Regions from separate parts of the Mus musculus genome. Here all the other regions are linked to region 5. Evidence: chromatin contacts called from public ChIA-PET, HiCAR-type and promoter capture Hi-C data. All regions are on one chromosome and are shown on one strand. Each heading gives the region's core, a stretch centred on a gene start, on an enhancer-like site or on the middle of the called end of the contact. The rest is flanking DNA. Distances are from core to core; before and after follow the strand shown. Region 1 holds the start of Virma (vir like m6A methyltransferase associated). Region 2 holds the start of Triqk (triple QxxK/R motif containing). Region 3 holds the start of Fsbp (fibrinogen silencer binding protein). Region 4 has its middle 22 kb from the start of Gm35884. Region 5 holds the start of Cibar1 (CBY1 interacting BAR domain containing 1).

What was found. Promoter capture Hi-C pulls out the DNA fragments that hold promoters and counts their contacts. ChIA-PET counts read pairs in DNA pulled down with a chosen protein or histone mark. HiCAR-type assays count read pairs that join an accessible place to other places.
Region 1: a contact with region 5 is called in an RNA polymerase II ChIA-PET map of memory CD8 T cells, with 5 read pairs. The contact joins the promoter of Virma here to the promoter of Cibar1 in region 5. A contact is called at or near these places in 1 of 39 promoter capture datasets (liver), 3 of 115 datasets of contacts at active chromatin or transcription factors (astrocytes, bone marrow-derived macrophages and memory CD8 T cells) and 1 of 9 other capture datasets (adipose tissue).
Region 2: a HiCAR-type map of astrocytes shows a contact between it and region 5, with 2.8 times the contacts expected there. The contact joins the promoter of Triqk here to the promoter of Cibar1 in region 5. A contact is called at or near these places in 10 of 39 promoter capture datasets (the 3T3-L1 cell line, 3T3-L1-derived adipocytes, cranial neural crest and 5 more) and 1 of 115 datasets of contacts at active chromatin or transcription factors (astrocytes).
Region 3: a promoter capture Hi-C map of hippocampal neurons shows a contact between it and region 5, with 3 times the contacts expected there. The contact joins the promoter of Fsbp here to the promoter of Cibar1 in region 5. A contact is called at or near these places in 11 of 39 promoter capture datasets (the 3T3-L1 cell line, the C10 cell line, the HPC-7 cell line and 6 more), 1 of 115 datasets of contacts at active chromatin or transcription factors (bone marrow-derived dendritic cells) and 3 of 9 other capture datasets (adipose tissue, embryonic stem cells and liver).
Region 4: a contact with region 5 is called in a promoter capture Hi-C map of trophoblast stem cells, with 4 times the contacts expected there. The contact joins the enhancer-like site here to the promoter of Cibar1 in region 5. A contact is called at or near these places in 11 of 39 promoter capture datasets (the 3T3-L1 cell line, 3T3-L1-derived adipocytes, the C10 cell line and 7 more), 2 of 115 datasets of contacts at active chromatin or transcription factors (astrocytes and pancreatic cancer cells) and 2 of 9 other capture datasets (adipose tissue and embryonic stem cells).

What each region holds. Positions count from the first base shown.
Region 1 is chr4:11,484,682-11,487,381 of GRCm38.p6, reverse strand. Virma (vir like m6A methyltransferase associated) reads right to left here and starts at 1,424. Exons shown (of 24, transcript NM_001347055.1): 1 at 1,277-1,424. The coding sequence starts at 1,339.
Region 2 is chr4:12,905,410-12,908,109 of GRCm38.p6, reverse strand. Triqk (triple QxxK/R motif containing) reads right to left here and starts at 1,273. Exons shown (of 5, transcript NM_001171801.1): 1 at 1,172-1,273.
Region 3 is chr4:11,578,221-11,580,920 of GRCm38.p6, reverse strand. Fsbp (fibrinogen silencer binding protein) reads right to left here and starts at 1,259. Exons shown (of 2, transcript NM_001256142.1): 1 at 814-1,259. The coding sequence starts at 1,187. All of the region lies in intron 3 of Rad54b (RAD54 homolog B (S. cerevisiae)), which reads right to left.
Region 4 is chr4:11,652,453-11,655,152 of GRCm38.p6, reverse strand. No RefSeq gene overlaps it. Among named protein-coding and RNA genes, the nearest start is that of Gm35884, 22 kb to the left of the region's middle. Within about 2 kb of position 1,297, at least 37 of the 459 cell types and tissues checked have an H3K27ac peak or open chromatin away from gene starts, as enhancers often do. A contact at or near this core is called in pancreatic cancer cells and trophoblast stem cells, where this site is marked.
Region 5 is chr4:12,170,596-12,173,295 of GRCm38.p6, reverse strand. Cibar1 (CBY1 interacting BAR domain containing 1) reads left to right here and starts at 1,281. Exons shown (of 9, transcript NM_026558.5): 1 at 1,281-1,598; 2 at 2,078-2,312. The coding sequence starts at 1,366.

The DNA of each region.
Region 1 (2,700 bases), core at 175-2,674, 690 kb after region 5:
CAATTTTGCGTTTGGCAGCCATTTTGCGTTTTCTCAAGTCTGGCTGGAATTACATAGCCCAGCAGTCACTCATTCATTTATTCAAGAAAATGCAGCCGTACTCATTTCATTACTTCATAAGAGAACATTTTAAATCTCTTCTCATTCAGATGCTTATGTTTTCCTAGGTACGGTCTAAACCCAGGACATACAACCGAGAAAGAATAGGAGACACTCTACCCTACTTTCATGTTGTCATATTAAGAGTACAGTAGGGTTGGAGAGATGGCTCAGCGGTTAAGAGCACTGACTGCTCTTCCAGGGGTCCTGAGTTCAAGTCCCAGCAACCTCATGATGGCTCACAAGGAATCTGATGCCCTCTTCTGGTGTGTCTTAAGACAGCGACAGCGTACCCACATACATAAAATAAATAAATCTTAAAAAAAAAAAAAAAAAAGAATACAGTCTTCATAGAAACAAGACAATCCCCAAAGAATGACTCTCGAAATGATTAGGTTTCCGGTGAAACAAACAAATATGAGGCTTGTTCATTTACTCTCTCTTCCTCGCAGCCGAATTTCTCTGTGGACTTCGTTATAGTTCATTTTTGCGAATCTTCGTTAATTCGCTACATTCAGTACATTCAACTTAAGAATTCCAAGGCCTTTCAGGGACGCTAAAGTAATTCTGTACACAAAACTACGCAACACCCCACCTTCGTCCCCTGAAAACAACAGACTTGCTTTCTAATGACAGTCTTTAGTCCTTCAATACTGCATGATTCGCAAGTGTCCTCCACGCAAAGGAGATTCTCGTAGATCTGTCATGTCCTAATAGGTGAATTCCTTCCCAAACTATTGAAGTGCTATGACAAATTGAGCAATGAGACCGCCGTTAGAAGAGAGATAGAAGAGGACTTAGGATCCTGGATAGTCCGTACCCTGAGGGCATCCAGAACCCGACACTACTGTCAAAAACCAGATGCCCAAGCTCACGCCTGCATCCCACCCGAAGTACACCTGAGACCAAGGACCCTCCGCAGGACTCAACGCTGACAGGACAAACTGTCAGCAGCGCGACTGACTCGACTGAAGCCGCGGGCCCCAAATCAAAGCCGAGAAAGGCAGGGCCGCCGCCCAGGGCCACCGGGCTCGCACCGGGCTGGGGGAGGGGGTGTGGACCAGAGGACCCCCGCGCGCGCGCGACTGAGGGAGGACACCGCCCGGACGGCCCCCGACTCCGCAGCAGGGGTACCGGAACTGAGGGGCCGTGTCGAAATCGGGTCGCGAGGCCTTACCTCAGCGCTCGGATGTTTAAAAGTATCTAAAAATAGCAGCTCCATAGACGAGTCCACCGCCATGTCTGCCGCGGGCGGGGGACCGGGAGATGACTTCCGGGGCAGCTCTCCAACCTCCCAGGCCGAGGCTCCAGCTAGGGGGAAAACTGCAGTACTTCCGGTAAACAGGACGCTGTCGTCTCAAGCCTCCACCAATCCCATCGCAGCTTGCTGACTTAAGCCGTAAGCCCCGCCTCCTCCAGCGCGGCGGAGGGCGCCTTCTGCGAGCCCAAAGGGGCAGGGAAAAAAAAAAAAAAAGAGGGGCGGGGACTACGGTGTTTGCAGTGGTCCAAATCCCGTGGTTCTCCGGAGTAGCGGAGCCACGACGCCTGCGAGAGGCGATGAGTTCTAGAAGATAGGAAAGTGTGCCAAATCTAGACACACGGCACCGTATGCCTCCCACGAGGCATGCTCTCCAAACAAAACCATGCAATGAGGGAATCTGAAAAGACACTGTTTTCAAAGAGAAGAAAAGAGCACACACAAGGCCAGCCAGGAGTTGAATCCCAGCTTGAGCTACATGAGACCGTGTCTCAAAAAATGAGGGAAAGGGAGAAAGAGGGAGGGAGACAACTTGTCTCAGCAAACGAAAGGAAAATTTTCTCGTTTATGAAAATGTTAAATATGATGAATAATCCCACGAGCTGATTATGAGGATTAATTCTTATAAGGTTCAAAAAGGTATATAAATGAAACGTCACGAATATAAGAGAGAGCACAAAGTCTATTTCTGGCTGACAAGCAGTCTGCCAATTCCAGCATTTAAAGGACAAAGGAAGAGTTTGAGCTTCAGACCAGCCTAGACTACTACTCCGTGAGACCCTGCCTCAAAATAAAAAGTGTGTTTGTTTTAATTTTATGAATAGTTTCTCTGTCAAGTGCTGGACACTTGAAACTATACATAGTCCTAGGGAGTGTTAAGAAGGAATTTTTCTCTATTCTGGTCCTCTCAGGAACCACCCATCAAGACACAAAGTTGTAGCAAAACAAAAGCAGATCAGCAAAAGTAGGAACAGGCCATCAGGGAGAGAGTGGGGTGGATCAGCTCAGTGCCTAGGCTATCTCCCTCTCAGGGTTTATATAACTGTCTCTTTGTCGTGCTCTGCTGAGGAGGCTTAAAATGTCTCCATTCTCCTGTATGTTTGCCAGAATTGCTTTCAACTAGACACTGTCTATTCATTTGTTAGATTTGTTCAAGGTCTTGTATTTGATCTCATGACCTTCCCTTAGGACATTTTCTTCTTTTTAAAATTGAGGTTTCGGGGGCTGGTGAGATGGCTCAGTGGGTAAGAGCACCCGACTGTTCTTCCAAAGGTCCAGAGTTCAAATACCAGCAACCACATGGTGGCTCACAACCATCCATAACGAGATCTGACGCCCTCTTC
Region 2 (2,700 bases), core at 24-2,523, 730 kb before region 5:
CCCTAAGATAAGAACAAACGGACATTATAACCAATAACATCTTGGATTACTGCAGATCACTATTGTAATTATACTTTTAAATCAATCCTGCTAGGATAGATACTAGATTGAGAACTTTATAGATGAGATGATTGAAGGTTCTCAACTAAGGGAAACGAAGGGGCTTCCTTACTGAGGGCCACTGTTAACAGCAGGCCAAGAGAAACTCTCTTCCTGAGGATTTACACTGGAACCCTGGCATGGAAAATTAAAGCCAGCTCCCTTCTTGTCTGTGTTTTCCTATAGAATGTTTGTTCTTCTGAATCATGTGGGGCCAAAAGATATGAGGGAAGAAGATGTTTGCAGTATTTATCTGTGTTATCTTGTAGTTGATCATTAAATATGGACTCAATAGTAAGTGCTTAGAAGTTTAACATACTTCACAATAGACTGCAAGGAAAATCACATATGAAAGTCCTTGCTGTAATGAGTTGCAACTTCCAGAGGAAGTTCATTACATTAGGTTAAGTGAAAGACAGCATATCACAGAGCATATCCACATACAACATCGTTTGGGTTCGGGGATTCACTAAACATCAGAAAAAGTAACCCCACTTCACCACTACCACTAACCAATAAAGCAACTCTACAAATATTTTGGCTTACAAGACTGTTCCCATAAAAGGGAAACAGGAAAGAGTAAATCGGAGTTAAAACACAGGAGGCGGCGGCGGCCTAAGCAGGATTAGTAGAAACTAGAGTCACCTGTAACTACAAGGAGGCCTCTCAAATTAGTGGACAGCACAGCAAGCTAATTAATCCCCAGCCTAGGGTAAACCTGGGGAAGTGGGTGGGACTGAGAGTTTCTGCAAGGTCCTGGAGCACTAGGACACGCTGGCAGGGCGCACCCGCGTTGCTCGGCAACCCAGGCGGCCACGCCCACCCCAGTCTGGCCATTCTCTCTGGGCCGGAGAAGCCAAAACAGTCGAAAAGGAGGTCTCCCTGCTGGGCTCGGAGCCCAGATCCCCTGGAGGAGCCTCCGGATGCTCAGGCCCAGCGCCTGGGGCTGTTCCCCAGGCCAGATCTACAGTCTCCACGGGGCTGGGAGACGCTGGGAAAGCGCGTTTCCAGCCCTGGGCCCGCATCAAGAGAACTGTGACCCCGAACCCCCAAGCCCTCGCCGGAAACACACCTCAGCATTGCCCAGCGAGGGCGGCCCAACTGCGGGTCCGGCCGGGTGGGCAGCTGTCCACGCTGCTGTCACTCAGAGGCAGGGGCGGGACGAAGAGCCGCACACCCCTACTCCAGGAGGGCCAGACGAGGAGGGGCGGGGCCAGCCTTCAGTCTACACTCTGATTGGCTAGGCCTTCCCTGCGAGCCTCCAGGACTGTGTGTGCTCTTAGGTCCATCATTTCTACACCTTAGAGCTTCAGTACTTCCTAGGATGCAGACATTAACAGAAAGGAGCCTGACTTCTTTTCACAAACATAAAACGAAAACCAAAAGTTATTTTAATGAGTGACCACTTCCACCTTTTACACACAAACACCTAAATCTAGTCATATCCTTAGGAAAACATTCCAACAGTGAAACACATTCAAAGAGATTCAAGGAGCAGGACTTAGGGTAGGATAAGATACTTTTATTTTAATTTTTAACTTTTAACAAGAGAGTCAATTTAGGGAAAGCAATTGCTGAAAGGTGACAAACGACTGTGATTGCAGGCCTGTTTCGGGAACTTAGTTTTCGCATCTGTAAAACAGGAGCAGACAATATTGAGTTATTTAACATTTGGAATGGTTTTGATCACCGACTGCTCTCTAAATTATGCTTTTACAATCCCGACAAAACCTCCTGGGAAGTAGTATTATTATCCATAGTCTGCTTCCAGACTAGAAGCAGGTGAGTTTATTTAATAAATGAACAAGCCACTGAACAAAGAGTGATTCTCTTTATACTGACATAAACTAAATTTAAAACCCAGACAGTAGGAGTCAGAGGGGATGGAGGACTGCGGGAGAACATGGCCCACCAAATCAGTTAAGCGGGCCTCACATAGGTTCACAGTTAGTCTGTGTGGAGCGCATAGGGCCTGCGGCATGGGTCCATGCCAGGTCCCCTGCATTTGTTATGACTTGCTGTGTTCTCCTGAGACTCCACACAGTGGGAGCCAGCATGTCTCTCATTCTTTTGCCTGCTTTTAAAACTATTTTCCTCCTATTGGGTTTTTTTGTCCAACTTCAAATTAAGAGATTTCACCTTGTGTTACTGTATACTGTTTTTTCCAGTTTGGCTGTTGTCTCTCGGAGGCCTGCTCTTTTCTGAAGAAGAAATGGAGGAAGAGATCTAAGGAAGGAAGGGGAAGCTGTGGTTGAGATGTACTACATGACAGAAATTAAAAAATAAAATATTAAAATAATAATAATAATATCCCTTCAAGTGTTACAAAAGTTTGTAAAAGGCAAAACATCATACAAAAAGAATGTAGGCACATATAAATAGATATCTCTGAAGTCTCCCATGATATCTTATTGAGAAATGAAACCCAAAATGTGATTTTATTTTCTGTACTGCTAGATCATTTTCTGGTATTCAGGATCTTTAAAATGAAACAAAGATAGAATTCAATGACATTAAATAAATGTTCTTAATGAGGATTGTATATGTGTGTTGCTTGGAGGAGAGAGGAAATAGTGAAGTCCCAACATATATGCTTCCTTG
Region 3 (2,700 bases), core at 10-2,509, 590 kb after region 5:
TTGCCCTTATTAAATGTGAGTCTTATAAGTTACAGAGGGCAGTATGAGAAAGTTTACCTTCCCTATGAGCCAATGTCAGAGTGGAACTAGACCATTAGCCAATTACACTTTACTCTGTTATGTAACTGGAACCCCTTAGCTAGCTATTAAGCTCCTTTCGTCAATGTGTCTGTCTTACCAACTTCAAACACACTAGAGAAACAAAACAGTCTTCACTTAGAATCAATCATGTTATCTATCAAGGAAGTTTTGTTACTTTAGTGCATATTCAGGAAATATACACAGTAATAATTCATAAAAAAACAAAGTCCCCATTTGCTCCCAAAACTACTAACTTCATATAACTTTTATGTAAAAAAATTTTTTTTTAATTTCAATGACATGTAATCTTTAAAAAGAATAATTTCTCACAGAAGCAAGTAATCTAATTTTAAGGCTTACAAGTTTATGAGATATAATCAAAGTATATAATAAATGTGTAAAAATGTCATAGTAAAACCCATTACTTTATACACTCTACGCTATGAAGGCTTTAAAGTTCACTTAGTGATGTCACAGCTTCATCCCATCAATTCTGCCTTAACTTTTACTTGTGGAATCGGCAGGATGGAGGGAAAGCAGCTGCAAGCTGTCCTAACAGAGAACTCCTCAGAGCTTTACTTTTTTTTTTTTTTTTTAAGAAAGCAAAACAAAGACACTGTTCACGGCTCCCCTTGTGGGGACGCTCGCTATGCACATGTCTAGCACAGCTAAGCCAGAGCCCAAGAGATAGGAGGCGCCATAATTCCCACAACAAAATAAAATAAGGCTTACCTCTGTATGTGGCTCCTGTCTCTTATGAGGCCGAAGCTGGCAATCTGGGGAATCATTTCCATGACTTGCTTGGTGGGCTCCGAAACACTGCTTTTAAACTCAGACTGGGCCTCCTTTTGCTGCAATAGCTCCTGTTTGGCATATTCTTTGAGCCTTTTGTAAAGGCTGCGTAGGCCCTGAGCTGTGCGAGGAGGGCGGTCTACTCCAATCGCATTATAGTTAACTGCTATGACATCCCAACATCTATTCTTTTCCACTATTACTGAATTTTTATTAGTGTGCTCTTCGAGAATTTTCACATATGGCTTCACAAGGTTTAGCAAATCAAGCTTTTCAGATAAGGTAAAATTGGAAGATCTAGCCTTTCCTACCATTGTTCTTTTGGAATTAAGTAGGCCGTTTCTGAAACCACCATGCAGCCTTCAGCTCTGCTCAGCTCTTTTCACAAACAGAAAGATCAGGCTTAACTAGGCTAGCCTCATTTAGGCCCACGCCTACAGGGGAGGGCTTATTAAAATTCCTCCAGCTTAAGCTGACTTACGCAGGTTCAGGAAAGCCGCTTAAGCCAAGCCTGACCTACATAAAGCTAGCTTCTCACAGAAGGCAGGAGAGCACAAGCAAAACACACTTGTGTATACAGGGAGCAGCTCCAGATAGGATTTAATGCACAAAGGTCTGGAGATAAGCAGGAACCACAGCTTAAAATGAGCTAATTTAGTGAGAATATCACATTTCCACGCATGTATGCTGGCAGAGGGGCTGAAACAGCACCGCAGTCACTTTAATAAAAACAAAAGAGGAACTGTTCTGTGTTATTTGTTTACAAATCTAGTAGACCGAAAAACACAAGACACCAGGCAGGGGTGAACGTGGCGGTTCCTGACAAAGCTCTAATCACTGCCTCTGAGCTGGGTGTTCTCCCTTACAGACTCTGCATACTGCTGGTCCTGCTGTCAATCAGGAATTGCATAGCCTCTAGCTAGTTAGGTTACACCAGCTCAGACTGCAGGAAAGCTAAGCTTCCTCGTCGTCTCCAGCGGATAGTATCCTCTGCATAATTGTGTTATTCAAGGACAAGTGTTTACTGAATACTAGATATAAAACCCAGATAAAAATATTCGCTATTACTCTACCTGTATCGTACGTAAATATGCTATCCTGCTTTATCATGTGTAAAAATTAATGGTGAGAAATGGCATGATCATGTACAAACAAAATCGTGTTTCTATTAAAGCAATGTCTTGTTTATCTTAATCACACCACATGGACTATGAAAAGGAACACCTAATCTAGCTATGAGTTTTCCTGTTTAATGCTAGTCTGAAGCACGTGATCATCATGAAAACAAAGCAAGCTCATTTCCTCCCGGTGTGCTTGTCCAGATAGGGGATTACCTGGAACGGATGAAAGACGTGAGGTGCAGCAAGTGCTTAACACGTTCAAGGCCCCAGCTTTAATCTCCAGCGCCTCAAAACTAAAGAAATAGTAAAGAAAACGCAACTTGAACATGTTTGATTCAGGCAAAGACCGGCAAGACAGCTCATCTGGTGAAAGCATGCTGCCAAGGCCCACAGCCTGCCCTTGATCCCTAGGCTCACATGGTGGAAGGCAAAACCAACTCCCAAAGCCGCGGCCGCATGCAACTAAGCAAGTGCTGTTTAGGAGGTAAGAGCAACTCTGTACAACAGTTAAGCAAACCTACACCAATGGTCCTGACCACAGCTCAAGACCCCAAATATAAAGGTGCATCTAGACACAGCCGCTTGGTAGAAAGCAGGAGTGCACAGAAATGCTACAAAGATGTCTCCTGGTGCAGGAGGTCTTTATGATTGCTGGCCACATGCTGGACCCCTGATCTACAACTCAGCCCCTAAAGTTATTTACTTT
Region 4 (2,700 bases), core at 48-2,547, 520 kb after region 5:
AGAATACATTGAGGGTACTCAAATAGTTGAAAATGCCTCCCAGAAGATGCCCCCATGTGCTAACCCTTAGAGCCTGTAAATGCAGCCTTCTATGGCAAATAGGAGGGCAGTCTTTATAGATATGAGTAAGGCTCTCAAGATAAAAGATTACCCTGGAGTGGAGGTGGGTCTCAGATACAATTACATGTCCTTATAAAAGGCAGAGGGAACACTGACACAGAGGGAAGGCAGGGTAATGTGACCACAGAGGCAAAGCACAGAATAATGTGACCACATCCAGAAGGCAATGGGGCAAGGAATCCTGGCAGCTGCTGGAATCTGGAAGAAGGATCTGAGGTCCTCAGTCATTTCTGGATGGCCCTTGATTCACGCAACCCAGAGCCGATTTCCAGTACCTCTCCTGTGCAGCTGTGATAAGGTAGACGTCTAATCCAGAGTTTGCGTGGTTTACCAGCTAGGAGAAATGAGCAGACGCTCTACACACTCCTGGGAAGGTGTCTGCTCAGGAGCCTTGGGTCAAGCTTAGGAACGGATCCTGGCTGATTTAAGCAGAAAGATCCCCTGGAGTTGATACTGACTGGGGATGGGAGGGCTCCTGTGGTGGGCCAGTGGCCTGAGCCTGGGTGGGGGAGTAAGCTTAGCCACGAGGAGGGTTCGAAAAAACTCAGCTGTTAATGTCAGGGAAAAGCCTGCTAAGAGGCTACTGCCCGTGTCATGAGAAAGAATTGTACCCTAGCCATCCCTCTTTTCTTTGTGTCACTTGTAACCTGTGTAATTCCTGAAAGTATAATCTGGTCAGACAGAAAGCCTCTCCACTATGTCTTCCTCAGTTTAGAAAAAGGAGGGAAGTTCCAAAGGGACAGAGGGAATTCTTCCTAACTTTAAGAAGGTTCAACAACCAAAACCAATAACAATTGCAACAAAAATACATAGCAGGAGACAGCCAATCCTGGTATGAGTGGCTTTTGGGGAAAGGGGCTGTGAAAGACAAACCAGCCTGAGCATTCATAGAACTGAACTGTGGCCTGTAGGTACACATGCACGTGCAGGTCATATTCACATGTTCTCTGAGCTGGCTGGCATCCCCCTCCTCCCATTTTCACATCTCACTATTGCAATCTTGAGCAGGAAATGTAAACCAAATCCAGGGGCCCTTGCGAAGGGGAAAGAAGAATGCAGGCTGGACACAGGAACACCACGTATGGCTGCCCCACACCTGTGTCCTTGGAACTTAAGTCAGCATCCCCAGAACATCCCGGAACTAAGAGCAAACACTGCCATCGCTGAAACGAATTGTGTATTGGGTTGCCTAGCAACTCTGTGTTGTTTATGTGACTAACTCCTAGCCTGGACACATGTGAGTACACCTTTAGCTCTCTGGAGAATGTAACTGAGTCATGATTCTACTTTTATGAAATCAGGAAGAGTAAAAGCATTATTTACATACGGGCTTGCCTATGGACCCTGAAATGAAGCAGAGTCCTAGAAGCTGCAGGTGAGGTGACTCAGAAGACTGAAGGATGGAATGTTTCAGAACAAGCTGGAGATGAAGTTCACTGACGTCAGCCTTCCAGTGAGTCTGCTGAGTCTCTCAGCCTGGAACCGTGGGGGTCCGAGAGGAACCACAGTCAGTCACTTTCTGCCCTATGTCATTGATCTTAAACTGAGTGTTGTTCCTGGGAACAACATAAAGCCAGTGCCCTATGGGTAAGATTAAAAGAAAATTTACCAAACATTTAAAACAATGGACTCTGTCATCTTCTCCAGCATACTGTTCATCAGTCTTGGTCTGTCTCTCCATTGCCTAGATGCCTTCTTGGTCCATCAGAAGACAACCAGGGAAAGATGTCAAATGATAGCCCTGTCATTAAGCAGTTCTGTGACATAAGCAACCCTCCACGTCCCAAATACCTTACTTGCAAACTCAGAAAATAACAGTACTTTACTGGGCTGCTTGGTAAACCTTAATAAAATATACATCTGGCACACAAGCACAGTCCTCCAAGCTGTTTCCATGGCCCAGCAGGGAGAGGCCTTTGCTGTCAAGCTTTCTGACCTGAGTATTGTTCCAGGACCCACATGGTAGAAAGAGAAAGCTGATTCCCACAGGCTGTCCTCTGACTTCCACATGCATGCTGTGATACACACACACCTCATACACCACAAATGAATGTTAAAAAAAAAAAAAAACTTAGAAATATCTCTCATCCCTGTTGACCTTGTCTGAGATATTTCACCTGTTCATCTCTTTGTTCTTCAGCGCAAGTGTGTTCATAATGCTTACGTGATAGTGTTGGTTGTCAGTTTGTCAGGACAGAGTCCCATGGGTGGGAGAATCTTGAGAGAATCAGTTGAACAGAAAGACCAGCCCTCTATGGCTTCCCTCTATTCCCTAACTGGGAAAGACAAAACCCGGGATAGCATAGCAGCCTGCACAGGCTCATTGCTCTCTCCTGACTGCAGATAAAATGTGGCCAACTGCTTCAAGCTTCTGACAGCTCCCCCATCACAAAGGACCCTCGCTGGGAACTGAGTTAAAATAAAGCTTTTGTCTCTGAAGTTACTTTGTGTGTATCACATCAGCATGAAAGGAAAGCAAGCAGTTGCTCTTAGCCACTGCACCATCTTGCAGAATTCTCAAGAATATTAAAGAAGACAATACATTTATACCTGGTATGGGATGCACATCAATGAACATTC
Region 5 (2,700 bases), core at 32-2,531:
CTATGTGACTACCTCAATGGTGGTAGAGGTGTGGGTCACAAGGATACATGCACTACCATGGCATGCAGGCCCAGAACAAGGAGGGAGCAATTCTTACTCCTACTGGTCTTAAGATGAGCTTTTAGGGGGTGGGGTTGGACACATCTGGCTCCCTACCTCCCAATTGCAGAACTTATTTGCTCAGCACCATAGCATTTAGTGAAATTATACTGCTAGTAACAGACTCGCCACCTGGAAAGGCAGGAAAGAACCTAGCTGAACAGAACCAAAGAAGAACCATCTGTGTCGTTTACAGAATCCTAAACTGACTAGTGGAGTTGTGGAAGCCACTAGGCCTTATAATTTGTTTATACAACGAAACCTGACACGGTAGCACATTTCTGGGCTGTGTTATATGTGTTTGACTGTTTGGCTAGCTTTATCATTCCACCAAGGCTGTGAGCACTGTAAGAGCAAAGACTTTATTCTCAGAAATTATGGGCATTTGAGAAGTAGACAAAGCTTGAAGTTGGACCCCAAGTTCACTCGGAAGAGAAGACTCCCTCTCAGAAGCTAGAGGAAGGCTCTGGGTTATCTGTGACTCTTCCAATTGGGGAACCTTCATTCAGGCCCATACCTCGACTGGGTCTAACAATCTTTTTCACAAAGTAGAAACTCAGTTACCTGCAAGAGGGGGAACAGATGGCATTAAAGACCAGTAAAGATGAGGGAGTAAGCACTGGTGTGCTTTTTTTTCTGTTTCTGTTTTGTTGTTACTGTTCTTATTTTTATTGTTGTTATTGTTGTTTGTTTGTTTCTGTTTGGTTAATTTGACCAAAGTTAGAGTTACCCGAGAAGAGGGAACATTCAGAAAATGTCCCTATCAGATTGACCTGTAGGCTGTTTTCTTGATTGATGATTGACATGGAAGGGTAGACAGTATTGCCCCTGTGCAAGAGGTCCTGGGGTATATAAGAAAGTCAATCAAATAGGCCAGCCAGCAGTGTTGCTACATGGCCTCTGCTTCAATTCCTGCCTCCAGGTTCCTGCCCTGAGTTCCTTAAAGAACTGTGACTTGGGATATGTCAGCCAAAGAAATCCTTTCCTCCTCAACTTGATTTTTGTCGGGGTCTCATCACAGCTATAGAAATCTAACTTATAGAGCGGTTCTTTTCCAAAGGCAGCTTCCACGAGCCCACACGTTGTCTCATTCAACAGAGAAGCACAGGGACAAGCTTCGCATTAAGTCTGAACCCCGTTCACCTTTATTTTCCTGTACCCCTTCCGGTTGCTGGTGGGTTGGTTTTCCTCCTTCGCTCCCAGAAGCCTGGGAGGGCTAGAGAGCTGCAGGAGCTGAAGGAGGATGCTTGGTGTTCCCTCTGCCCCATGCCCTCTGGTCTCCCTTGCCCTGCTCTTGACCGCCGGGGCGCGCGCCGCGTCGCCACGGAAACGCCGGGCAGGCGGGGCGGCGCGCACTGCGCGCTCTCAGCTCCCGGTAGAAGTGGCGGCGTCGCCTGCTCCCGCGCGCCCTGGCGGCCCGGAGCCGCGCTCGTTGGGCTCCCATCCTGGGTCCCGGGCGGCGGGAAAGGCAAGATGTTGAGGCGCAATCTGGATGAGCGGTAACCGCCGGGGCCTCGTCGTGCAGGCTGCCCGAAGGAAAGGGCCGGGTGGGAGAGAGGAGCCGGGCCGAGGGCCTGGAAGCCGGTTGGGGCGGGAGGAGGCCGCACGGTCCCCGTGGCGCTCTGCAGTCCGTCCACCCGGATGAGGCGAGTGCCGGGCCGAGAGAGTCTCCCGGCCGATCGGTCCCCCTGAGCTGGGCCGGGCCCTGCCGCGGTACAGAGCCCGGGAGGCCGCAGGTGCCCAGGCCGCAGCAGCGCCGCCCCTTCTCGGCCCACCAGGCCCGGGCCCTTTCCCGGGCCTGCAAGGTTCTAGGCAGGACCAGAGCCTGCGTGAGGTCCTAGAGAAGGCGCGGGCCTCTGGAAGAGTTGGGAATGTTGCCCTTCAGGGCTTTAGGGAGGCCCGGGAATGTTTGCACGTAAAATTAACGGGGCACCTTCTTACTGTTTTAAGAACAGTGTTCTGTGTCTCCTTTTTCTAGAGATGCTCAAACAAAACAACTGCAGGATGCTGTCACAAATGTGGAGAAGCATTTTGGAGAGCTTTGCCAAATCTTTGCTGCTTATGTACGGAAAACTGCCAGGCTTCGAGACAAAGCCGACCTCCTAGTGAACGAAATCAACCTGTATGCCTCTACCGAGACACCAAATTTAAAGCAGGGTCTGAAAGACTTTGCTGATGAGTTTGCCAAACTTCAAGATTATCGCCAGGCAGAGGTATGAAGTGAGGTTCTGGTGTCATAGCCAAATTCCTACAAAGTGTGTAAAAATTGTGGACTTTTCGTTGTAACCTACCCAGCAGTGGTGAATGTACCCTTGATAAATGCCTTTCCTGTCTGTAACAGTGTGGGTTCGCTATATGGAACCTTTCTGTGACCTGATAGCTTTCAAACTAAACGTCAGGTGTGGTTGAAGTCTGAGTTTACCACTGCATTTGCCAACAGGGTAACAGGGAACATGCATCCAGAAAAGGTAACCTATATAGCAGTCGTGCAGAAGAAAAGCACCTGTATGGCCTGTGTGGGCCAAGTGCGTTTTAAAGAATGACTAGAAATGGAAATGCTGAAAATGACAAAATCACAAAGTACTAATAAATGGGCTACAC